7 separate regions of the Mus musculus genome follow, and regions 1, 2, 3, 4, 5 and 7 are each linked to region 6. Evidence: chromatin contacts called from public Hi-C and HiChIP or PLAC-seq data. All regions are on one chromosome and are shown on one strand. The core of a region is the stretch at or near the end of the contact, and the rest is flanking DNA. Distances in the headings are between cores, read along the strand shown.

Region 1 (3,555 bases), core at 702-3,201, 440 kb after region 6:
ACGTCAGAGTTATATGACCATAACTATCTCTGGATTTTATCTACCCCCAGTGGACATAATTCAAGATGTAAGCTGTGGAAGGTAAAGGCTCTCTACGCCTTTTTCAGTTAGAATCCCAAATCTTGTCAGGCCATCAGCAGCCTCCTATTTAAACAGAGTGTCAGATTAATGTGTGGTCAATAGCACAATAAAGATGTCACAGTATTTAAAGGGAAGTGTAGCCATGGCTTTAATCAACTCTGTGGAGACCCCATTGATTCTACCAATTCAACTAGTTCTTTGAATAGCATCCAATTTGGTAATAAAATGCTTGGCAGAGCTATCAAACTATGTATAAAGCAGAAATCTCAGCGGTAGGATGTGGGTTTATGATGTATAGCTATCAGGAGTCAAGAAATGGTTAGCATATGCAAGTTCCTGTCCAATTTTCTCCCACTTTTTCTTGTAAGTTTAGGTATCAAAAAAAAAATGAATATCTTTCTGAAATTGCAGCCCAAATATCTCCAGGTCAAAGTTATACGGTTTTGTAAAAGTCTCTAGATTTAGCAGAAAACACAAATCAAAGCCCTTGTGAATTGTAAGAAGGATAAGCATTTATAGGATACCATAAGACTCTCCAAGACTCCTAGAGCTTATGAAATAAAGGGGTAAGCCCACAACACTCCACCCGGGACTGTGTACACTGAAAAGGTCTCCACAATCTTCTCTAGTAGGAAAGAATGCAATGCAGCGACCCCCCTGTGACTCACCACTGTGAATTCTCAGGTGTTCTTTCAGGTGGTGCTTGTACTTGAAGGCCTTGCCACACTCCGTGCACTTGAACTTGCGGTTACCTGCTCCTTGGGTTAGCATTTGGTGCTGTAAAAGGAGAAAAATGGCCGTCATCTTTGTTCAGGAGGCACAAAGGAGCTTGCTTAGGAATCTTTCCCAAGACCTCTTTTTTAGACAGGCTGAGAGGTCTGAGTTCATGCTTATTTATCTGGTCAGACTTTCAGAGTTGCAATAAAAGTGGTAATGCTGGTAATAAAATGGGAATTTTTCTCTTTTAAGAAAGTGCTTCCCGTGCACGTCGGACCCTTGCTTCACAATTACGCCTGACATCTTTTTTCTACAGCATTTCTTTGACCCTTGAGATGAGAAGTATGATTGTAGAGATGCTCATGGCTCCTTTTGGTTTAGTGCAGAATCTGAACCCTAAAGGCTTCCTTTCAAAACACGGCTGGCTTGAGGAGGAAAAAAATACTTTCCTGAAAATTATAAAATTGTTCTTTTCTTTTAACCCACACTTAAAACAAATTTTTGTGAAGTTTTCTGTTTCCAGGTAAAAGTGTAAACTAAATCAAACTGAAATTTAAAGAAATGGAGACCTCTCCCCACCCCCAAATAAAAGACAAAATCAAAAAAAAAAAAAACCCTTTGACTATAAATATTTGGTATGCCTGTTTAAATATCCCATTCACTGTGCTACTGGCCCATGTTAACTGTGTTTTTCTTAGGTGCTGCCTATCAGATTTGATTCATTATCAAATAAGAGACAACATCTTGGGTTATGTCTGCTTGAACAGCTTTATCACAAGTCAGTAGGAAAGACTTCAATGACATTTCATTTTCCGTTTTAGTAGTGTGCAAGAACCAACAGAAAAAAAAAAGTTTGCTGAAAAGACAAGTTAGAGGCAGCACAGATACCATCCAACACCGCTGACCTTTTTGAACAAGGGGGAAACGCAGTGTGACTTGAAATTCTAAGGGGGAAAAAAAAAAACAACAACCCAACAGTCATCCACTCTGGATGCTCAAGGTAGGAGGCCAGCCTTTTTCTGCAGCAATGACACAAAAGCCTTTTGCAAAAAGACAGCCCAGAAACGGTGTGACAACTGCTAGGGTGTGCTGAATCTTCCCACATTCCTAGTGAGACAGATGGTGTTACATGGGACACAGGGAGGTTTGTTCAAACAGCAGCAACCTTCAAAGATCAAGCGGAGCCCAACCCGCCGAGCGCCATTGAGGGACCAGTGCTCATATGTTGCCGAGTTGCATAAACAAACAGCAACAGCTGCTTTGTCTCCCCCACAGCCCTCAGAGGACTACTATAAACTTTAGTTGTGCCACTGTTAATATGATACAATCATTTTAATTTACTAATTGTAAATGCCATGAGCAAATGAGGGGACTTTTCAACACCAAAGCTACCATTCATAATGCGCCAACACAATCACACTTCTGCATGTGAAATTTAAAGCAGTTATACTAGATAAATATCTAGGCTTTTTTTTTTTCCTAGAGTTTTTTTGTGCATAGAAGCATGAGAAGATAAACTGTTACAAAAGTGTAACTGCACAAGCGTATTACTTATAGCTGATCTTTGGAAAACATTCAACTCACAAGTCCAATCAGAAACAAATGGTGTGATAATGTGATATAGTGCCTTAAATAGTAAAAATTTGTAACACAGTATTGCCATTCTTGCTTAATTGAGTTTGTGTCTTCTTTTCCTTATTCAAAGACAATAAGGCCTATGAGGACAAATCGGAGTTTTATAGAGAATGTCATATTTAACCATCTCAAAAATATATAATATCAAAGTTCATTTAGGGGCAATTCTGTATCTGTAGGACCAGTTATTGTGACTTATGAAACACCATTACTGTGACCACCCAACACATCATAATATCAATTTGCACAGTCAATTCTCCCAGGAGGATAGAAAGAGCAGTTTTGCTGAAACATTTAAGAGATGCTGTGAATTAGCCCTACTCAGTCATTTCAAGGATTTAAGACCCTATTCCTACCTTTCCAAGCCAGAGTTCTTATTTTTAAAACAAGTAGGCTAAAAGAGGCAGAACAATTTTGGCATTTAACTACAAGCATGTATATTGAGATGGAGTCATTTTAATTATAACCAATGTTTTTTATCATTTATCACTTTTCCAATTTATTATGTGTATATGCATATAACTTATATGGCCTTTCTATCTCCTTAAAAACATATTTCATAAATTAGTAAGCTTGTAAAGTATTCTAAGTAATTTAAAAGTGTTTCGTGACAAATGAGAGAAATATGCACTTCTTTTGCTATGTATTAGGTCCTATATAAAAAAAAATGCCTAAGCAAAACTAGGTGAAAAATGGAATTAAAATTGCTGAGATGTTTAATAATGTATAATTAAAATGCTACAATTTCATTCACTTTTTGTGGAACATAAAAATGAAACTAAAGTCAAGTTAAAGTGCAAATAAAATTTCTAAATTAGAAATTAACACACTCATTCGATCGTGAACATAAGACTATTAAATCATATTAGAAGAGACCATCAAAAAATCATTTAGACCTCAATTAAAGCTATTACCATTAAAAGATCTGCATCTTCAAAATGCCATGAAAAATTAATAATGATTGCCAATCAAAGCAATATCGTTTCTCTAAGGGGTTATTATAGAAAGAAATCACTTAGAACCAACCCCCACCTGATCTGTCCCTGGCTTGTGCGTCACCATATGCCTCTCGAGCTGGGTGCGGTAGGCGAACGTGTAGCTACAAAGAGGGCAGGAAAAGTT
Region 2 (3,390 bases), core at 575-3,074, 450 kb before region 6:
TTGAGACTTTGAGGGATTAAGGGTTAACAATATCAGTAGTTCTTGTTACTGTGACTCTTCATATTTCTGTGTTTGGAGTCAGTGCTGATGACTACATCAGTTGTGTTACTTAAAGGAGATCTTTAAGTCAAAATGAGAACGTGGTGCAGCCTCATTTTAAGTTTGCTTAATGTTTCCAACCATATTTTAGAAATAAGTCAAAATACTTTCTCCTTAAGTGCATTTTTCTTTTGGTTTTAAACCTATGTGTATTTTAAAGGTCATTCAGTCTGCACATTTCCAACTCCTCGGGTCTTGAGCCATCACTGCGTTATTTTATATAAGAGGCACTTAATGTCTCAGGAAGACGATTTTTTTTCCCTCAAGACCGTAAGTTTCATTTTGTCAAGAGTGAACAAGCTTGTAATGGGCCCCGATCACAGCCTGTTCAAGTCCAAAAGCTGGAATTTCAGAGGGGTTGGAAGTTGGCGCAGCACGTTTCCCATCCGTAGCTCAATCCTCTCTGTTCCCTCCCAGCTTAGGCAGAAACACATGGAAAGGATATCCAGCAGAGCCCTTCTCGGTGACATCTGCATCTGGAGGGGTGTCCTGGCATTCGGCAACACAGCTCTCTGTCCCCCAGGGAAAGGGAAGGCTGAAAACCCCAAATAATAAGAATAATCTATTGCAGATTTCAGGTTACCAAAAACTTAGAGAAAAGAATCACAGCCAAACACTTAGCATTGTTGCATGTCAAAGGAAGGCTACTGTAATTTCCCCCCTTGGGCATGTATTTTTCATATTATTATGCATAATTATGCATATAAATTTCAATATATTTCCATATTATATTCAAAACTCTCCAATTGTGAATACGTAGAATAAAACAATTGATGGCAATTATTGCATTTGGAGTTAAGTCCTAGTCACTGGAAGCACTGGGCCAGCAGTGGGCGCCTCAAGCAGCCGAAAAGGCTCCCTTGAACATTCTTCTGGATTTAAGAACAATTTTTCTAATAAAGTCAATCTGGGATTAAAGAGGCAAAAGGAGGTGCTGACAAAGAAACCAGAAATGATGGTTAAGAAGTTTGGATTCCAGCTTTGCTCCAAGTCTTCCTTTGTTGCCTCGGGCAAGTGACTTCACAACTGAGTCTTTCTCGTCCCCCAAACTGGGGACAGTTACACTTTGTTCTTTCCGGGGTTTTTTTCTTTTTTCAGATTTAATATTTCATGTTTCTGAGACAGCAATCTGAAACGTGCCCAAAAGAATAAGGTTTTCTGATGTTTTCAAAAATCAAAGAAAGAAAAAGAGTGGGAGAGAGGGAGAGAGGAGAAGTTGGAGAGAGAGGGGAGAGAGAGAGAGAGAGAGAGAGAGAGAGATTGGAAAATTTACTACATTTGAATCTTTTGGGGGAAAGGAATAGAGTATTTGGTGTAACACTTTGCTTAGGAGGTCTGAAAGAGTGATAGGAAAGCAGAAAGCAGTTTAGCTTATGACAGGCCTGCTGACCCAGGTCTCTATAGGACCCCGAGGGGTTTCAAAATAGCCCGAAAGCAACACATATCCGGACCACAGCAAGCGACAAAATGACAGGAGTCTTTCTGAGCTTTTTCTTAGGGTTTGAATTCTCCTTTAGAAATGTATGTTATGAATTATGATTACTGCGCTACAGCCAAGTATTCACCGGGCTCCAGCTAGATCTTTGTTTAGCGAGCATAAGCTCCCTGCCAGCTGCAAACTGCAGCTGTCTGTCAGCATTTGTAAGGACAAACTACGCTGCTATCCCTGATCACTTAGCTGTAGACTACACACTGTGTCCTCAGATACGCTCGGCGCACCCTTCGCATGCGTTTTCAATACACTTCCTGTGGGGGTAGGCAACAGTGCTTTGCACGCACATTTTGGAGCAAATAGCTTGACGCTTATGTCAAAATAATTCTTCAAATAATAGAGGGTTTTGTCCCCCCAAACACTTCTTTCTGAGAGGCTGTGTCTGGCGTGACATTTTCCCATCCCTGATATCACCAAGCAGACAAGGGAGGTTGCCACGCTTACACTCACTGCACAGGCCTGCCGAGCCAGCCAAGAGTGCAAGCCCAGGCCAGGCGCCGGTCTCAGCGCTCGGGAATGTGGGGGTGAGAAGGCCACCTGGAAGGGTGAAGGAGGCAGGGCAGAGTGGCCATTGCCCTGCAACATGGTCTGGAGCTGCAGGCAAGACATAAAGAATTCTTATCTCAGCCCAAATCCCATCCAGAATGTGCAAACTGGACCGAAAACTCTGTGGCTTTCCAAGAAGGGGCTTTGAAAGATGATTTTAGACTAGAATTTGTCGGCCTTCTAGGGGTGTGTGTGTTTTCTGTAATCTCTAGGCACATTTGGCTAGGGGGAAGCTGGCGGCAGCCGACCAGATTAATTAAAGTGTTTGCAGGGTTAGTGAAAGTCTACGGTGTTTTCATCATCAGAGTTAAGTCATACGGGGACAGCAATTTGGAGAACACTCCGAGAATTATCCTAGAAACTTAGGAACGGCCAGCTTGGCTTTCCCCAGTCATTGCTTACCTGGTAAACCTAATACTGAAAGGTCTTTGGGTTAGAGTCACTCCTTTTATACTCGCTGCCATCAGAGCCTGGTTGAGGATAGGTCATTTGGGGATATTTTAATGATTCTATTTTCTAGTAAAGAAAAAAAAAAAAAAGGTGGAATTGTTCCCGTTCACAGGGGTATTATGAGAACTGCGTTTTGCTACAGAACAGTATTGTTTCCACAAGGAATGTTCTTTCCTGAGAGAAGAGGCACAATGCAAATTCAAGTTCACAGCAAAACTGTACAATATGTAGCACATGCCCAAAGTTGGCCTAATTCACTCAGCGAAGAAGAAAATATCCTAAAGTTTGGAAAGATAGACACCTCTCGCTCTCCCTCTCCCTCTCCCTCTCCCTCTCCCTCTCCCTCTCCCTCTCCCTCTCCCTCTCCCTCTCCCTCTCCCTCTCCCTCTCCCTCTCCCTCTCCCTCTCCCTCTCCCTCTCCCTCTCCCTCTCCCTCTCCCTCTCCCTCTCCCTCTCCCTCTCCCTCTCCCTCTCCCCCTCCCCCTCCCTCTCCCCCCTCCCCCTTCCCCTCCCTCTCCCCCCTCCCCCTTCCCCTCCCTCTCCCCCCTCCCCCTTCCCCTCCCCCTCTCCCTCTCCCTCTCCCTCTCCCTCTCCCCCCTCCCCGTGTATGTGTGTGTGTGTGTGTGTGTATGCCCATGTGCGCATGCACATTCTCGCACTTGAGTGTTTAGGGTTATGTGTGTTTATCAGCAGGGGAGCAGAGACCTCCGAACATAAACACGTTCTTTCCCACAAGTTTAACATATACACAATGCTTGGAATAGTTTCTTTCAGTAGGAGAAACCATGAGAGCCACAGGGCAG
Region 3 (3,304 bases), core at 401-2,900, 260 kb before region 6:
CTGGTGAGCTCAAAGAGATTGTTGTTTCCCAAATCCCATTAATCCACATGCTCGTTCGACAACTTTTAATTTCGATTATATCACTTACGTTACAATTTCTCCTAAAATTAAGTTATTTTCATACTTAGCTATATTTAACTTTCTCCTAATTTGTAGTATGCCTGCAACCATAAATATTTGTCTTACTCGTGTTTTTATGTACTATATTAAAATAAATGTATGACCATTATTTTTGTCTCTTGTACACTTGTGTCTACAAAGATTTTTAAAACATATGTTCCACTCAACTAGAATTTTCTAATATCCTGATCATCCACTTCTAAATAGATTTGTGTATTACCTGGAAAACAATTTGCAAAACAGATTTTTAAAGTTCAGAGTAAATTGGAGAAAAGGCTACATTATAGTTGAACCTTGATAAATACTTAATAACCCATAAGACAAATAGCCATGAATTACAAGAGTAGTTTTAAGCACAGTGCTTCTGTGGAGTCAACCTGCCCTCTTGGTTTTGGTCATTAGAAAATAGGAGTTACAATATTGCAAAGTTTATTAGCACCATTGATTTGTGTGTATTTACAAAATGAGACTCTTGAATAATGTGGGACTCATTGAATAATGAACCATTAAGAAAATCTATGTTCTTTCTTTTTCTCCTCTATCAAGTCTCCTCTGCCTTAAAAAAAAAAAAAAATGTCTTTCTCATAGAAGGGAAAAGCATGAAGATAGCTCTGTGTCTTTTTTTAAAAAGAGGTTGTTTACTTCTTGAATTCCTGTGTGTGCCTGTGTGCTTCTGTGGGGTGTGTGTGTGTGTGTGTGTGTGCAAGCTTTGGTCCTCAGGTGGGAGCACGGTGCCTGTGCTTTCGTCCTCGAAGCTGTTTTTCTGGAAGGGAATGGAGGCAGCTGTGTTTACAGCTCAAGTCTTGGCATACATTTACCAGAATCTATTATTCATATCATTCAGTATCAGGGAGAGATCTCAGGCCACCTGTCTATCTGACAAATTCACCCTTTTGTGAGCTTTCTGTTCATAGCAAATTATGTTCACATTGATGAATTGAGTTTTTATGAGCATTGCTAACTAACATTCTCACAGAAGGCCAGGGGCAAGAGCCTGCAAGTGTTTCTGGTCTACAAGTAAATGATTAAAAAAAAAAAAAAGCAAAAGAAAGAAAGAAATGCTAGTGTTTAAAGACAATTTGCCATGGAGGGGTAGTTAAATCTTTTGGCATTGATTTAATATTTATAATTCCAAGAATTTCCATAAAATATTGCAAATAAATTATTGCTTATATAACAAACAAAACATGGGGGGAAATCCACACACTGTATTTCTTGGTGGGGCTGAATATCCGGGATGCATCCTACATCTTGACAAGTAACCAGGGCGAAACAGATAGTTGAAGGATGACCAACATTAGTAAGCACAGCACTTTTCTACGGTAATGTGGAAAAGTCACAGCAATTATAGCCTGAATTCCAGCTTGCTATTTCCATAGACACAAAGCGGATTTCTACAATCTCTAGGAACTCTGGTGGTTATGATACTAAGCCATGTGGCAAGAGTTGAATAAACGAGAGCACTCTTTCACAAAAGACTAACAGAATCCGAGCTTCCTAAATGGTGGGTGGGAGAGCCCCAGTGTTCATGATGAAAACGTGGCTTTCCCTCCGTTCTCAAGTAGAACTGCCTCTTCTCTCAGCCCTCTCTGCCCCTCCCACTGACTCTGCCTCTTATTTTGCATTTCATTTAAAGAGAGGAGGGGTTGAACAAGAAAGATAGGTTCTACTTTTACTCTACCCACATGTCAAAGCTCTCATTCAGAATTTACTCACAGTGATAAGCCTGCTTAGGTGCCAGATTTTCTTGTCAGTATAAAAATTTTTAAAGCAACAAGATGACTTTTTTTTTTTTTTACAAAGTACAGTAATGAGCAATATCAATAAAAATGATATTATTCCTCCTCTTTGCTTTCCAACCCCAATCCTAAACTCACATCACCAGCTTTGGTCAGGTACAATATTATTCTGTCAAATTATAGCCAAAGTCAGTGGAAAATTCTAAACCTCTTCACAGCAGCCTGCCAAATGTGCCAGACACATCACCTTTCGATGCAAAGACACCATAGCACAAAGAACGCTTGGCATTATCTCCTGAAAAGGCACACCTTTTCAGGGAGCAAATGGGAAGTGGCGCCTGTGAGACACCATATGGGAGGAAGCAGCACCAGGCTCGTTCCTCCTTCCAAACGCCACAAGCTGCTACCTCATGGTGGGGTGTGTGTGTGTGTGTGTGTGTGTGTGTGTGTGTGTGTATCACTCTCGGATGAAATCAATGACAGCCAACTGGCTACCTGGCCCCAGTGTCAGCTGGACTGTTGACCACTCAAGAATACAGCTGACCTATACCCTATGCTTTAGTGGCCTCCGATAAGTAAGATGCCCCATTCTCCACATTCATTTAGTAGTGTGTGTGCAACTTTTACATGCTTCACAGTAGCTGCCATCACCTTCAGATTTATCAACAGAATAAAAAACTGGCTTTGTGATCTTCAAAAACAAAAAAGAAAAAAAAAAAAAAGAAAGAAAGAAAATATAGGCAGTTTTTACAGTTCTTCTGGACTTTCCCATTCATCTCTAAACATATTAGAGATAGATGCTTCTGATAACCTGTGTGTGTTTGTGTGTGTGTGTGTGTGTGTGTGTGTGTGTGTGTGTGTGTGTGAATGCGTGCTATACAGCATGGCATACGTGTAGGACATATAGGACTGCTTACAGGAGAAAATCCGCTCCTTCTACCATGTAGGTCAGATTTAGACCATCAGACTTGATGCAAGTACCCTTTCCCCCCAAAACCATCTTGGCAGTTATTACATTATATTTTTACATTGTTTTTGGTTTTGTTTTTGTTTTACCGCTTTATTGAAAGAACATTTTGACAGGCACATGACCACACAGTCCTGCCATCATAGGTTTGATCATAATTTTCTGTGGTGAGCACAGTGACCATTCATACCAGTTTATCCATGACAGTTCAGGTTTCAGATAGCGTCCTGGTAGCCAATCCTGTGTTTCCATTTTAGTTCAGAAAACGGGGTAAATGCAACTAGTAAGTAACAAGATCAGGTTTCCTGAAATGACGATTCTCTCTAAAATTGTGAAAGCAGATGCTGGACTTAGAGAATGAGAGTTTCCACTAGAAGCAAATTCTCTGCTAGTGAGTGTGCTCTGATGAAGAAGCCATGGCAGACAGTCCTATGTAGGTTGGGGCCATCTTCACTGTGTCAGGCAGCTGAAGGACCGC
Region 4 (3,191 bases), core at 129-2,628, 310 kb before region 6:
AGCTTCCCTTACTTCTCTCCCCCCACCCCCACTTTGGTGCAAACTGCTCCTAGACACTCATAGAGCTCACACTGCGGGAGGGGGGCTTGTGACTATGAGCTCAGACAGCATCAAAACAGAGAAAAAGTTCCAGTTAGCCAAATACCTATAAGCTCTTACAAGAATTTTCAATTAACTGTATTGTAACTGATAACTTTGTGCTTCCTTAAGTCCAAAATCAAAAATCACTTCTATGTTGCTTATTTTATAGATGAGCAGAAATGCCATAGTAACTTGCATCCTCTTAATTATATGTAAAGATGCCACTTCTAGACAACAATCATCCCTTGTGTCTGAGAATGATCTCAGATCTCCCTACTGACAGTCAACGGATCCTGAGAGGCACCTAGCACACTCGCTTGCTACTGAGCATTCATGTTGGCATCAAAGTTCTTTAGTGTGTCGCTGTGGCAACTCACTCAGGCTTCCCAAGCAAATATTTTTGTTACTTCCAAAGAGTTGGTTAGCATTTGTGGTTTGTTATCATTTTGGCAGCTTTGCATAGCCTGCATAGGCCAACAGGGGTCTGTCTAATATTGTTGCTGGGCACATTTTTCTCACTGAGATGAAAACTGAAGAAAAATATTTCTGAAGCAGTAAGAAGGAATTAATTTACTTTCTCCTCCATATTCTATTCCTTGCTGACTTTACATTCAGGAGAAGAGAGAGAGAGAGAGAGAGAGAGAGAGAGAGAGAGAGAGAGAGAGAGAGGGAGAGAGAGAGAGTCAAACCGAGAGAGAGAGAGACAGAAAGAGAAAGAAAAATAAAATTGTTAGCCATTATTCCCTTGTACATAGCAAGGCTAACACATGTAAAGCAATAACTCGTTTTCTATTGCCATGTTTAGCATATGTCTCCTGTTGGCTCAGCAAGGCCTTCAGGCCTGTCCCTTGAGCCAGCCATCGCTGGCAACTCTTAGCCCCTCGGCCTCAAAACCAAATAGCTTTGAATCATGTTGCGCTGTGATGCTAATTTTCATACTGATGCATTATGGGAATAACCGTATCTGACATACTGTGTCAATGGTACTGTCTCTTTGTGTCCCTTGTTTTTTGTTAGCTGCATTCCTACAGATGGTATTCCATTGAAAATGTTCCCTTCCTACAGAAAACGGGAAGAAAAAAAAATTCATGCACAGCACCAAACCTCTAGGTGCAGAAGGCTGTTAACGGTTGCTGATGATAGTAGGCAAACATTAACATAATAATTAGTGTCTTGTAATTGTTTCATTAAAACCAGTTGTTCCATTTCTCCTCGTGTTTTCCCAGAAGAGAAGCTGAATTTGGATGACAGCCAGTGGGAGGACATCCACGTCGTCACCGGAGCACTGAAGATGTTTTTCCGGGAGCTGTCTGAACCGCTCTTCCCTTACAGTTTCTTTGAGCGGTTTGTGGAGGCGATCAGTAAGTATACCCCATAAAGAAGCCGGGTGTGGTGAAATTATTTACAATAGTGAGATCAATACCGATCGTGACCACAGAGAACAGAATATGTGCCCCGTGCTCGTATCTGTAGCCTTAGGTTTTGTCATTTTGGGTGGTTTGTTTTATTCTCACCCTGCAATATTATTTGAGCTTTAAAACCAAAATTATTCAGACCAAAGGGAGAGAGAGAGAGAGAGAGAGAGAGAGAGAGAGAGAGAGAGAGAGATCTATTTAAGGCCACCAAATTTAAGCTTTCTCAAATGAAAATAGCTTCTCTTGCAATCTGGTTTATAGGGTCAACGCGTGTACTCCCAGTCCCTGCCTTGATATTTTCAGAATTGCACTGTTTGCAGACAAAGAGATCTTGCAAGGGAACCTAAATATATTAAATATTGTGTTTCATTAAATATGTGTTAAATCATCAGTTCCATCTCTTGGCTCCCTCAGTTGTTCCCTCACCAACAACAGTAACTATCTAGAGTTGGCTTCTGGGTAATGTATAAGGTTAAGTGTCAGCAGGTTTCCTGGAATGGGTACTCCATGAAACTTCTCTTGCTGATGTATTACTTTCTCATTTATAAAAGGGATGATCTAAAGTGAAATGGTATGAACGAACAAATGAATGAACAAATGAATGAATGAATGAATAAATGAATGAATGAAATAGCTTCCTGTAAGGAAACTTTTGCTGTAGATACTTGGAAAAACAAACACTTGAATATCACTAAGCTTAATATCATCGGGTACATTTCCTATAATTGTGACAGCTTGGAAACATCTCCTGGCAAGCAGGCTGATATAAGAAGGACAGAGAAAGAAAGAAAAAAGAAAGGTAAAATTAAAAACCTTGCAAGCCTGGCAGGAGCTTAATTAAAGTACCAACAAGAAAAATCTCCAAGGAAAAATGTTCCACTTAGGAGGTCTGATCTTGGATGCTGTGTGTGAAGGGTTCCCAGTAGTAGGAGTGAGGACTTGGGGGCCAATGCTGGAAAAAAAAGCCCTTCAATGTGCCCTTTCAGTCTTGTTTTTTTCACTGGGAAAAATTCTTCACACTTTTAAAGCTTTGTGAAATGAAATCAATAGTATGAAGACGAGGGTTTTCCCTCCCAGTCTCTCCTTCAGCCTGCTCACAGTTTCAGATTGTCTTGTTGTCTGCCTATTGTTTAAGGACATAAGAGTATTCCTGACTGGGGGCTAGGGTAAGCCTAGAGTTTTAATCCCTCTGGAGAGGAATGATTTATAGTTCTTAGGTTCCCTAACCTACAACTTAAAAGGAATAATAAAGAACTTGTAAGCAAGCATGCATCCCATTCACCAGTCTGATGTCCTAAATTCATACATGCGCATACACTGGGAGAGCAACCTGGGAAACTGTAAAGAGTTCTGTGCAGACGCCTTTCTTAATTGTGTATATTTAGTAGTATGCATGCCACATTTCGACCTCTATACTTCTAAGTGACAATTATCTCATCTGGAAACATACCGGCATATTTGCTGAGCAGGGGAATATTGTATAAGATACCCATCAATTAGGCTTCCTACTTCCTTTAGTTTACATGATTCCAAAGATATTAGTGAGCCATTCCCATGGGCTAAGCATATGGAAAACGGGTCCTCAGAGCTCATTTGGGTATGTGCCCTTTGAACCCCTGCAAGAAATGTGGTCATTTCTAAGATATTTTAGAGTTAAACCTGAACTGGACCTAGTTTTAGCAATACAGGCAATGA
Region 5 (3,071 bases), core at 441-2,940, 410 kb before region 6:
AAAAAGAATGGGTGAAGTTATTATTGTACCTTAACTGCTTTTTAATTCCTTATGATTATGTGAAATTTGAGATACTGTCACTTTAACGTGAGGTTTTATATGGTCATATTTGCTAGTACCCGGGTACCATGAGAAAACATGAGGAAGATACTTCTATGACTTAGAATGCTTCACAGTGTGGAATAGAAACAAATAGATGGGTATTTGCTGTAAACATATTGCTATGCATATTAGGTGGAGTATGCATGTGCAAGAAATTATTGGATAAGCAGCAGGAATGATGACCTAAATATTCTGCGGAGACATGAAACTTGTCCTTGTTAATACTGTTACTTCACTCAGTGAACCCTTCAGTCCACTGAGATCCTACTAAGTGCTTTGGTATAAAAATAAAACTTTACGTTGCTATTTCCCGTTGCTTGAAATCCAGTCCCCTAAAGTGCAGATTGTATTGCCATAACTAGACAAGTTTTCTCCCAGCCCCGCTAACTTTATTCTCCTCATTCTTTTCTACTTTGGAATAATCTATGATAGCTGGATCCAGGCACGCACTAAAGGCTGATCCATCTATGAAAAATGTGCAATTTGTACTGCTTGGTTTCTGACGAGAGTCTTGCAAACTTTTATGATTCCATCCTCTTCCCGAGAGACTTCTGCTTCCTAGTTTTATAAGCAGTGAGTGAAAAAAAAAAAGTAATAAAAACAAAAACAAACTGATAAAAATTACATGCTTTAAACAAATCTAGAGAACAAGATAAGCAGTTTTTCTTTTTCTCTCGAGAATATTTGTGGACTTGAAAAAAATAATGTCCCTAAGGGAATAAGCTATGTTGGTGTTTGTTGTTTGTTTGTTTTGGTTTGGATTTTTCTCACTTTTATGTCTATAGCTGAGTGTCCAAATGCACTTCATTGCGCAGGATTCTCAATGAAGCTCTTGAGAGTATGCTTCAAATTAACTTAGCTTTTCTTTCTGAGTTAAAATTAAGACCAGTTTTTTTTTTGTTTTTTTTTTTTGCCTCTCGGTGTTTTGTTTTGTTTTTGTTTTAATGCAACCACAGAGACAGCCACCTTCCTGACAGCACTGTTGTGCGACATCCAAGTTGGAGCTGGCTCTTTCGGGTAGTCATGCTGGGGCCTCCGTGTCTGTAAGAAAGCCACATTGAGGGCTAAGAGGGAAGACAATCCCAAACAGAGTAAACAGGAAAGAGCCAGTAAGAGTATAAAAGAGAAACCAGGAAAGACAACGGAAAGAAACCAGAGATGGCAAGGTGGGGAGTTGCGGGTCTGGGTAGATTTTGCAAAGACAAAAGCAATTGTGGACAACAGGGTAGGTCTGTGAGTTCCAAAAGGGAGAAGCACAGGGGTTTTTTCATATCTAGCAAGTTACCCAAAACTTGCTTTTCTGTCTCAGATAAATTTATCCTTGCTTTGAAATGACAGATAGTTCAATCTTGCAATAAACTGTATGTCTTGAATCTTCACAAATTCTGCATACAACGCTGTTATTAATTAATTCGCTCTACTTATTAGTGGCACTTAATTAAGTTTATCTCCGCTTAGCAACATACAACAGTCTTGTTATCAAAAAGAGCTTAAGCATAACAGAAGTTAGCATAAGAGTGGACGTGCAGTTCAGTCACCAGAGAAGCTAGCTAAGGAACACAGCAGTATGCCTCTGCTCACACCCCATCGGCTGCAGAGATTCCCACACTTTGGGTCCAGACTGCAAAAGAACAGTGTCTCTTCCCAGATAAAGCGTGGGTCTAATTTCTAACATTTACCACAACTCTTAATCCCCATTCTGGAATTTAGGATTTTAAAATACTTTCCACTGGAGTCACTTGGTTTTAAGCCAAAATTAAGACCCTGCACAATTAGCCTTTTATTACGGATAGAGGGTTTAAATAGAGTCAGCATATCAAGATGCAGTACTCTAAAATGTCTTATAGTGGTGTCATTTTATAAAGTAAATTCTTGGTCTGGGAGTTTCTATTAAAAGGTCTTATATTCAGAAGTTAATAGTTCAACCACTAAACACAGTCGAGTTGGGAGCTGACAGGATGTTTTAGCCTGGAAACAAATGTTTACAAAATTTGAAAAAGAGATTATATTTGTTTGGAACACTTTCAGGTTTTCAATAATCAGAAACAAAAAATAATTATTACAAGGCATTCAAAGATTTTCAGATATTTGTTGTCCTGGGAATCAATAAACGACATGACCTGATAGTTTTGTTTTTTTGTTTTTTGTTTTTTGTTTTTTTAATTCTTGTTACATAATGAAAACTGACTCATTAAAAAATACAAAAACTCTCACAACACTGTCACTATGCTATGGGCAAAAACCTTTTGTTTCTGTTAGAAGAGGAATATATAAATTCTACTTAGATAGGCAACCCTTGGACTTAACATATTAAAATTAAGAAATCTTAAATTGGTTTGGAAAGCATTGAATTAAACTATAATTTATAATTTTTGAGTTTCCATGTGACTAATATTCCCTTTTAAATTAGTAGGATAAGACGGTCTTTCCAATTCCCCTTTTCTATTTGCAAATAAATTATATCCAACAGAAACATCAATATACACACATATATACACACATATACACACATATAGCAAGCCCAATACTTATCCTGGGTAACCCTTTTGTACCAGCCTGAAGCACTGAGCATTAAGTACCTTACTTTAGTACTGTATAATTCTTTTAGCACTGTACTTTGTCATAATTTTCCTGTCTCCTCCAAAGATTAATGTCTTAATGATTCTTTGATTTCTTTAACTTCTCTGGAAAGTTATTTTTATAGTTTAGCAGCCTACAGAGTTAGTAAGTTTTTTTTCTAGGGTTAAAAATAATCTCCTCTTTTCTAGTTTAATCTTTTCACCTAATTTTATACTCTTCAGACCACTTCCTATTTTCAGTTCAGAAAAAGAAAAACAATCAAGCAAGGAGAAAATCAAGGGCAAGGCACTTTGAGAAGAAAAAACAAACTACAAAAACCAAAATAGCTCTTTAAATGATAATGTTGGAAGAGCTCTTGAGGTTCTTGAAGACTATAGATGTGTATGCAG
Region 6 (3,472 bases), core at 677-3,176:
CAAAGGTTCGTTTAACACCTCTCTGTAAACAACGGATATTTATTCCATAATTGGCTATTTGACCATCAGTGTTCATTTAGTATGGAACCTGCTATTATGGAGTTAAAAGAAGTTCCCCTCCATTGGCTTGACAGCTTTCATAGTAGTGAAAGTGTCTCTCAGTTTTAAACACACACACACACACACACACACACACACACACACACACACACACACACACACAGAGAGAGAGAGAGAGAGAGAGAGAGAGAGAAAGAGAGAGAGAGAGAACTTGTGCTCAGGAGCATTGTCATGATATGATATCAATACACACACACACACACACACACACACACACACACACACACACACACACACACACACTTCTCTGGTGACATTGTTGCCAGAGAGAAAAGGAAATGTATCAGATCTTAATTTCATTAAGTGAGATGTTTTTCTAAATAATAGCTTTAACCCTTTATTCGGGTTGGAAGGGAAATGTACAGAATAGAAGGTGCTTCATTTCCAAACACTATTGTAAGGTTTGCAAAGTTTGCTGGGATGCATAACTAATGAATCAGCTACTTCAATCCATTTTGCCATTCCAAAAGCCCCATCATCTCTCTTTATAGTCTCCTCTAAGCATGCTCACCACATTCTTGGGCAGCTCTCCTGGGATAGGCTCTTGTAGACCACTCTCTTTCAGCCTCTTTGTGTGTAGGGATGGAATATGGATTTTCTCACATTTTGACAATCTACTCACATCTCGAATCTACAATTTGAGGAATAATTCAAATCCTCTGGAGGAAAATCTTGAGTGATGGCAGAGATGATCACCAAAACTCTGGGTTAACTGGGTAACATTTGGGGTCCAGTTGAACTTCACTTTTGCATGCAAACTTTTTGTGTGTGTGTGTGAAAAAGAGGGAGGATAACATACCGGATGTCGACTATATACGACGTAATTAATGCTACATGGAATGGGAAGGAAAGGCCACTGCTGGTACCAGGGAATGTGAACCTTGCTTTCCTTCACGTGTGTCTCTATACGTACACACTCAAATAGGTAATGATATGAGGCTTAGCACTCGTGTGGAAACGCTTTTGAAGCAATTAGAAGTTTCAAAATACTAAACAATTTTTCCATTTCTCCCAAACTTAGAGCAAGTGAAAGACAAATCTATGAGCTGCTTCTCAAGACTTTCTGTCCAAAGGAATTGCTTTTAAATACTCCGTGCCTCTGCCCTCGTAGAAACAATCCGCGGTGGACAGGCAGGGAAACAGTTTATAATCTCCGATAGAGGCATGATGTACATGGAAGAAAAAAACAACAACTAGAAAACCCAACAACACATGTTTTGAGCATGTGATGTAAATGAGAGTCTGACAAGGCCAGAGTGGAGAGGAGTGTTTGAAATCCTATAGCCCGGGATCTTTGCTACAGCCCCTGTGCCCATTGCCCATCTCCATTGGGGTTTGCATTGGCCAAACTTCAAACAACTGTGTGTGTGTGCGAGTGTGTGCGCGTTTGAGTGTAAGGATTAGCAGTTCTTGTCTGCCCAGTGCATCTTCTGATTCACGCGCCGAGGGCTGAGAGTAGCCACCTCACAACCCGGTCCTCAGTGCGCAGTGCCCGTGAACAGGCAGGGATGCTGAAGCCCGAGTCGGCGAAACCCTGGGCTCGCGACTCCGCGGCAGCCCCGCGGGTTCCAGCGGCTGCGGCGCCCGGCCCTGCGCTCATGAGGGCAGCGGGACGCGGAAAAACTCCGGTGCCCTGCTTTTTGAGCGCCAAGGTGCTGCTCGCCCTTGTCAGAGCCGAGCCAGCAGTCAAGGGCAAAAGCCATCTGGCCCTCGGGAATGCCCTGCTACTGGCGACCCCAGGCCCGCACAGCACAGAGGACTTCGGCAATGCTCCACCATCAGCAACTCTCCGGCTGGGCATCCCGCAACTCGACCTGGAAAGTCCCAGACTGAAGACATGGTCAGACCCCACCGAGGGTAGAGACTCAGTGCAGGGTAGGAGGGAAGATAGAGGTGGCAAGCCCCAGACAAGGAATCCTTAATCACAGATAAAAGACACCCAAAACCGTAGGCTACATTTTCCACGTGTCAGCTGATGGCCACGACAAAAGGAAACAGAACACGAAGGGGGGAGGTCCCCCATTTATAATGTGTGCAATGTAAAATGCATGAGGTAGTGACTACGGGTAGGTGGTGCCTGGGGCCAAATCGCAGCTGCACATTCGACAGAGTAGGAGGACAGTTTGCTGATGCACCCAGAGGTCTGGGGAACCTCTTACAGAAACGGCTATAAATACTCTGCTCCAGCATTATTTTGCTGCTTTAAAACTTCACTATTCATACATTTTTAAGTTTTAAAATTTGGTGCTTAAAGTGTTGCAATTTATCTTCAGTAATATCCTTACAACACACACACACACACACACACACACACACACACACACACACACACACACACACCCCAGATTTTATTTTGCACTTCTGTAGATTCCATTTTATTGGCTTGGTACCGCCTACTAGAAATCTCGGGGCAAAGCCAACAAACTGAAATCTAGGGAAAGTAGCTGTAAGCAGAACAGTGTAAGTTCTCTCTGCCTCTCTGGATCAACTGGAAAAAGGACACTCTTGCTTCTTCTCCTTTTAACTGATCACGATCCGAAACAGCCTCCACCCTGCCCCCTGGGATTTAAGATAGAGGTCTCTCAGCTACGCCCTGAGTTCTGCAAAAGGTAACTGTGCAAGGCTCCCTGGCTCAACGTTACAAAGCTCCATCCTTTTTCCTGACTGCCAATACTAAAATATACCGAAATAGGCTAAATGACCTCGGAAATTGCACCACCAACCTGCGTTCGATTTTGGATTTTCTGGCACTGCTGTATCAGTTCGGAAGGAGAGGGGTTGGTCTGCCTGCACATCACCGGCTACACTGCAGGCAACAAGGCCACACAACTCCTTAGTCATTTTACCAACCTCCCCCCTCACAGGAGTAGCCTTCTTTTCAACCGTACTCTCCTCCAACACTATGTTTTTTTTCCCACAGTACTTTAGGAAAAAAAAATTCCAAATGCTTTTTCATGTGGTTCCAGTTAAGTGAGTTGCCCACACCCCAAATCATACCATTTGCATTCAAGATTAATAGCTGCATATCAGTGATTCTTAAATACCTTCTGACGCATAATTTCAATTTAAATGATCCTGACATTATTGGGCAGGCAAATGCCTGAACCAAGATGCATGTGGACTGGCTGCAGCCAGATGACAGTCCTACAGTTGGATTAAAGCACAGTTAAGTTTCTTCAACAGTTGAAGGCAGAGAGGCATCTTTTTCACTTCCCACGAACAGAATGGGAGATTAACAAATCACACAGGGTTTTGCCCATTCCCCACTTTCTGATGCATCTTTAGCATCCACTGCTGTGAGCTAGCCACACCCTCTGCACATTCTGGGTTCATTCCTCAGAAAGGGAAGGTA
Region 7 (3,558 bases), core at 130-2,629, 400 kb after region 6:
ATTTGCCAGCAGGCAGATCTATACTTGGGTAGAGAAGGTGCCACATTCCAGGACTGATATTAAAAAGAGGCCAGAGGTGTCTAGACACTCCTGTCTGCTCCTGAACACCTCCCTAGGGAGTGGGGAAACAAAGAAATGCCTGGAAGAGATACAACCGGGTGTACTGTACAGTCAGGCGTGACCTCTTCAATATTTCATTTTACATTTAAAAATTTTAATAGGCCTACTACGGGAATTGTTTAGTAATATTTGGCTCTAGAAAAATGGATCTTGGAAGAAACTTTGCTTTCTTTATTGCCATTGTTTTATACTAGGTGGCATATCACAGTTTTTACACCAATAAAATGTAAATGCAAGTGTTTCAAAAAAAATAAAATGCATTCTTGTAGACAAACAAGTCTCCAGGAAGAGAGCCTAAAGAATTGATTCTGAGTACAGCTTTGATTTGGGGTGATGGGAGGTAGAGGGGTGGGGGGTGGGAGAGAAAACCCAAGAGATAGGAAGCAAAGACTTGAGAGTTGCAAAGAAAGGCTAAGGAGGGGGAAGGCTGTAGGGGTGGGAGGAGATTAGCTGGCACACCTTTTTCCTAAACTCATCCGGTGCAGCCATATTATTTAAACTAGCTCCAAAAAAATAAAAATGGTTTTGATACTTCACACTATAACAGTGAACACATCTCTATGACTGTGTACTGGACATGGGGCCCAGGATATTGTTGTTGTTGTTGTTGTTAATTTGTGCTATAATGCAGGAGATCTACTGTGGGATTTTTAATTCTACTGTGTACTGTTAAAATGATTATAAAAATGACATTCAGGTACAGCAGGCCTTGTGCTTCTTCCATAAAGATTTAAGAAAATAAGCAAACAAAGAATGAACGAGCTGTTATTATTTTACCTGAGTCCCAAAGGCCCAATACTTCCTTTAAATGCATGCCTATGAGCCGCTTGGTTTCAGAATTGTGACTCACAACTGTGGGCAGAGCTTGGCTCTTTGAGTTCTTGCAACAGAGCTTTCAGGTCAGGGGAGTGAAAAAGAAAAGCAAAGGTCAGGGCACAAATACAGGGGGTGGGGAGAAGAGCTGAACTTCAGTGAGAGGTCGGTAAGTCCTTGGATTTGCTCAGTCATCTAGTTTGAGGTGCGTGCTTCTTGCCCGCCTCACCTAAGAGGAAATCACTTTGTTGGAAGTTCCACATGTGAACAAGCAGATGATTTAGCAAACCCTCCCACAGACATTCGAAGATGCTTGTCTTCTTTGTGAGTAAGGTTTTCTTTCCAGCTGTTCTCTTTTTTTGTCAGAGGGCCAGTTCTGCTTCTAGTATTGTTCTGCTTAGGTTGCTGCAAGAGGCAGGGGAAATACAGTCCTGCAGAGGAAGGAAGGGTCAGAGGGCAAAGGAGGCCTGGGGAGGTTGGCTTCAGAAGGACTTGGAAGCACAGAGGAAGAGAGTGGAGTGAGAGATAAGGCAGGAGCTCTCAGGATAAGGGAGGGGGTGGAAAGGGTTCGAGGGAGGAGCATGGACGCAGAAAAGCAAGAAGGAAAAGGTACAAAAGGACCAGAATAAATAGGAGAAAGAAAAGTGGTTTATTTTAGAAGGTGTTACATACCATATGCAAGTATGTATGTAACACTATGCCCTACAAATTTGCGTATCTAAAATAACTTTAAACCATATCCTCTAAAAAGGAAAAACAATTGGAAAATCTGCTTCCTCCAACTTCCACATGAACAATATTTATTGATTCATTTTACAAAATCTATAGATAGATAGATAGATAGTCATTGGCTTCATTTTTTCCTAGATCAAAATATTTTATTTACCATTTAGTCTAATTATATAATTTATGTTTGTTTTAAATATATATACCAATTATAACTCCATGCTCAATTTTATAATAATCATGAAAAATCATTATGTTACATTTCGTAAATTTGCTGGGTAAGTGTGAGGAACAAAGTTCACATTCCCAAAAGCTACATAAATTTGGGATGTGCAGGTAGTCCACTTAAAATTTTAATCTCAGGGAATTACGAGACCAAGCTGGCTAGAAAGAGTAGTGATCTGGGAGCTCTGGGTTTGATTGGTGACCCTGACTCTCATTGAACATGGTGAAAGAACAATGGATGATGATTCCTGCATCAACTTCAGGACACACACACACACACACACACACACACACACACACACACACCTGCGACGAGGGAGGGAGCAAAGTTTTCACCCATGAACATAAAAGAATGATGCTATATGATATAAGTACTGTCTTCACCATCTTGGTCATCATGACTACTGTCATGAGAAAAAAAGATGGAAACATTTTATGGAGCACAAGAAAAGAAAAAACAAACTTAGAGTTTCAGATAAAGGAGCAAATGATGGAACAAAGTTTCTAGTGATAAGGGAAAAGGCTAATATCTATTTTGCCAATATAATGTATGACTGGGGGCACAAACCATACTGTATTCTTTGTGAGCTTAGCCAACTGGAGTAGAAACTCTTAGAGGTACCAAGTTACACAGATGAAAGCATGAATAGCTCCTCTAGAGCAATGTACAGTTAGCAAATCTGAAATGCAATACCCTCATCGTAGAATTACCCATCACCCCTCCATGCCTCTGTCTGACAGTGTAAACTGATTCTGCCAGTCCAAGCTCTCTGTGCTGAGATCATGGTTCACTGCAGGTCCACACACTACAGTTAACAGAAAAGCATTTACAGCTTAGCATTATCTCTCCAACCCAATTTGTTTCTAGTTGCCATTCAATATGTGCTTATGGAGTGCTTCTTATCTCACTAAATACTATTCTAGGCCTTGAGGAATGCACACAAGATGTGGGAAAACAAACAAACAAACAAACAAACAAGAAGCCTCAAATTCATCTGCTTTGAGAGACCAAGCACATTTCCTTAAATGCAACTCTCAAGAAATAGTAAGAAACACTATCAGACAGAAGCAAATTGAGAGGAAAGAAAATATAAGATCATCTTGTTTAGTGATTTTCAAACTGCACTTCCTGAAACCCCGGGGCTTTGTGGCAATACTTCAGGAGTTCCAGAAAGATTGACGTATACTGTGCCAAACACTGAAGATTTAAATGATGTTAGAAGGTTCACTGTGACAATTTTTGTAATAGCAAAAAGTTACAAACAACTAAATGTCTTTCAACAAGGGTCTGCCAAAATACATTATAGGCCCTTCATACAACGAAATACTAAAGAGCTGGCAGTTAAACAAGAAATAAATCTTCTAGATTTGCTAGAGAAACATCTTCATGCTCTATAAGTAATGACAATGTATGTTGCCAAAAAACAAAAATCCATAGCATAATCTCATTTCTGTTTTAAAAAAAATGTGAGGTAGTCACATGTATGTATTCATACACCTATGTCCTGTGTGTGTATACATGTGTATATGTATACTTTAAATATTAATTTTGGAAAGGTACAATAGAATTTTGTCTTTGAGTTGTAGGATTAAGAGGGGTAGAGGAGGAAATTATGCCAAATTCCTTATTCTTTTGATTAAAACTGAGATTCAGGAAGCCCATAACTTACTTAT

What was found. A called contact is a pair of places that touch in the nucleus more often than the background predicts. HiChIP or PLAC-seq counts read pairs in DNA pulled down with a chosen protein or histone mark.
Region 1: a contact with region 6 is called in a Hi-C map of cerebral cortex, with 3 times the contacts expected there. The contact joins two enhancer-like sites. A contact is called at or near these places in 1 of 484 Hi-C or Micro-C datasets (cerebral cortex) and 2 of 115 datasets of contacts at active chromatin or transcription factors (fibro-adipogenic progenitors and heart atrium).
Region 2: an H3K27ac HiChIP or PLAC-seq map of heart atrium shows a contact between it and region 6, with 7 read pairs. The contact joins two enhancer-like sites. A contact is called at or near these places in 5 of 484 Hi-C or Micro-C datasets (adipose-derived mesenchymal stem cells, cerebral cortex, liver and 2 more) and 2 of 115 datasets of contacts at active chromatin or transcription factors (heart atrium and neural progenitor cells).
Region 3: a Hi-C map of muscle stem cells shows a contact between it and region 6, with 1.5 times the contacts expected there. The contact joins two enhancer-like sites. A contact is called at or near these places in 3 of 484 Hi-C or Micro-C datasets (cerebral cortex, embryonic fibroblasts and muscle stem cells) and 2 of 115 datasets of contacts at active chromatin or transcription factors (embryonic basal ganglia and heart atrium).
Region 4: a Hi-C map of cerebral cortex shows a contact between it and region 6, with 3 times the contacts expected there. The contact joins two enhancer-like sites. A contact is called at or near these places in 1 of 484 Hi-C or Micro-C datasets (cerebral cortex) and 1 of 115 datasets of contacts at active chromatin or transcription factors (heart atrium).
Region 5: a contact with region 6 is called in an H3K27ac HiChIP or PLAC-seq map of heart atrium, with 5 times the contacts expected there. The contact joins two enhancer-like sites. A contact is called at or near these places in 9 of 484 Hi-C or Micro-C datasets (adipose-derived mesenchymal stem cells, cerebral cortex, cortical neurons and 2 more) and 2 of 115 datasets of contacts at active chromatin or transcription factors (heart atrium and neural progenitor cells).
Region 7: an H3K27ac HiChIP or PLAC-seq map of heart atrium shows a contact between it and region 6, with 5 read pairs. The contact joins two enhancer-like sites.

Annotation. Positions count from the first base shown.
Region 1 is chr2:44,998,135-45,001,689 of GRCm38.p6, forward strand. It overlaps Zeb2 (zinc finger E-box binding homeobox 2), which reads right to left. Exons shown (of 10, transcript NM_015753.4): 6 at 3,466-3,555; 7 at 750-858. Among named protein-coding and RNA genes, the nearest start is that of Mir5129, 23 kb to the right of the region's middle. Within about 2 kb of position 1,952, at least 43 of the 459 cell types and tissues checked have an H3K27ac peak or open chromatin away from gene starts, as enhancers often do. A contact at or near this core is called in cerebral cortex, where this site is marked.
Region 2 is chr2:44,102,982-44,106,371 of GRCm38.p6, forward strand. The region is part of intron 8 of Arhgap15 (Rho GTPase activating protein 15); the gene reads left to right. Among named protein-coding and RNA genes, the nearest start is that of Arhgap15os, 39 kb to the left of the region's middle. Within about 2 kb of position 1,825, at least 94 of the 459 cell types and tissues checked have an H3K27ac peak or open chromatin away from gene starts, as enhancers often do. A contact at or near this core is called in cerebral cortex, heart atrium and uterus, where this site is marked.
Region 3 is chr2:44,298,446-44,301,749 of GRCm38.p6, forward strand. The region is part of intron 12 of Arhgap15 (Rho GTPase activating protein 15); the gene reads left to right. Among named protein-coding and RNA genes, the nearest start is that of Gm52508, 29 kb to the right of the region's middle. Within about 2 kb of position 1,651, at least 17 of the 459 cell types and tissues checked have an H3K27ac peak or open chromatin away from gene starts, as enhancers often do. A contact at or near this core is called in cerebral cortex and muscle stem cells, where this site is marked.
Region 4 is chr2:44,241,798-44,244,988 of GRCm38.p6, forward strand. Arhgap15 (Rho GTPase activating protein 15) reads left to right here. Exons shown (of 14, transcript NM_153820.3): 12 at 1,308-1,442. Among named protein-coding and RNA genes, the nearest start is that of Gm52508, 85 kb to the right of the region's middle. Within about 2 kb of position 1,379, at least 21 of the 459 cell types and tissues checked have an H3K27ac peak or open chromatin away from gene starts, as enhancers often do. A contact at or near this core is called in cerebral cortex, where this site is marked.
Region 5 is chr2:44,147,066-44,150,136 of GRCm38.p6, forward strand. All of the region lies in intron 10 of Arhgap15 (Rho GTPase activating protein 15), which reads left to right. Among named protein-coding and RNA genes, the nearest start is that of Arhgap15os, 83 kb to the left of the region's middle. Within about 2 kb of position 1,691, at least 29 of the 459 cell types and tissues checked have an H3K27ac peak or open chromatin away from gene starts, as enhancers often do. A contact at or near this core is called in heart atrium and uterus, where this site is marked.
Region 6 is chr2:44,555,330-44,558,801 of GRCm38.p6, forward strand. No RefSeq gene overlaps it. Among named protein-coding and RNA genes, the nearest start is that of Gm39806, 56 kb to the left of the region's middle. Within about 2 kb of position 1,927, at least 118 of the 459 cell types and tissues checked have an H3K27ac peak or open chromatin away from gene starts, as enhancers often do. A contact at or near this core is called in cerebral cortex, heart atrium, muscle stem cells and 1 more, where this site is marked.
Region 7 is chr2:44,951,917-44,955,474 of GRCm38.p6, forward strand. No RefSeq gene overlaps it. Among named protein-coding and RNA genes, the nearest start is that of Gtdc1, 26 kb to the left of the region's middle. Within about 2 kb of position 1,380, at least 99 of the 459 cell types and tissues checked have an H3K27ac peak or open chromatin away from gene starts, as enhancers often do. A contact at or near this core is called in heart atrium, where this site is marked.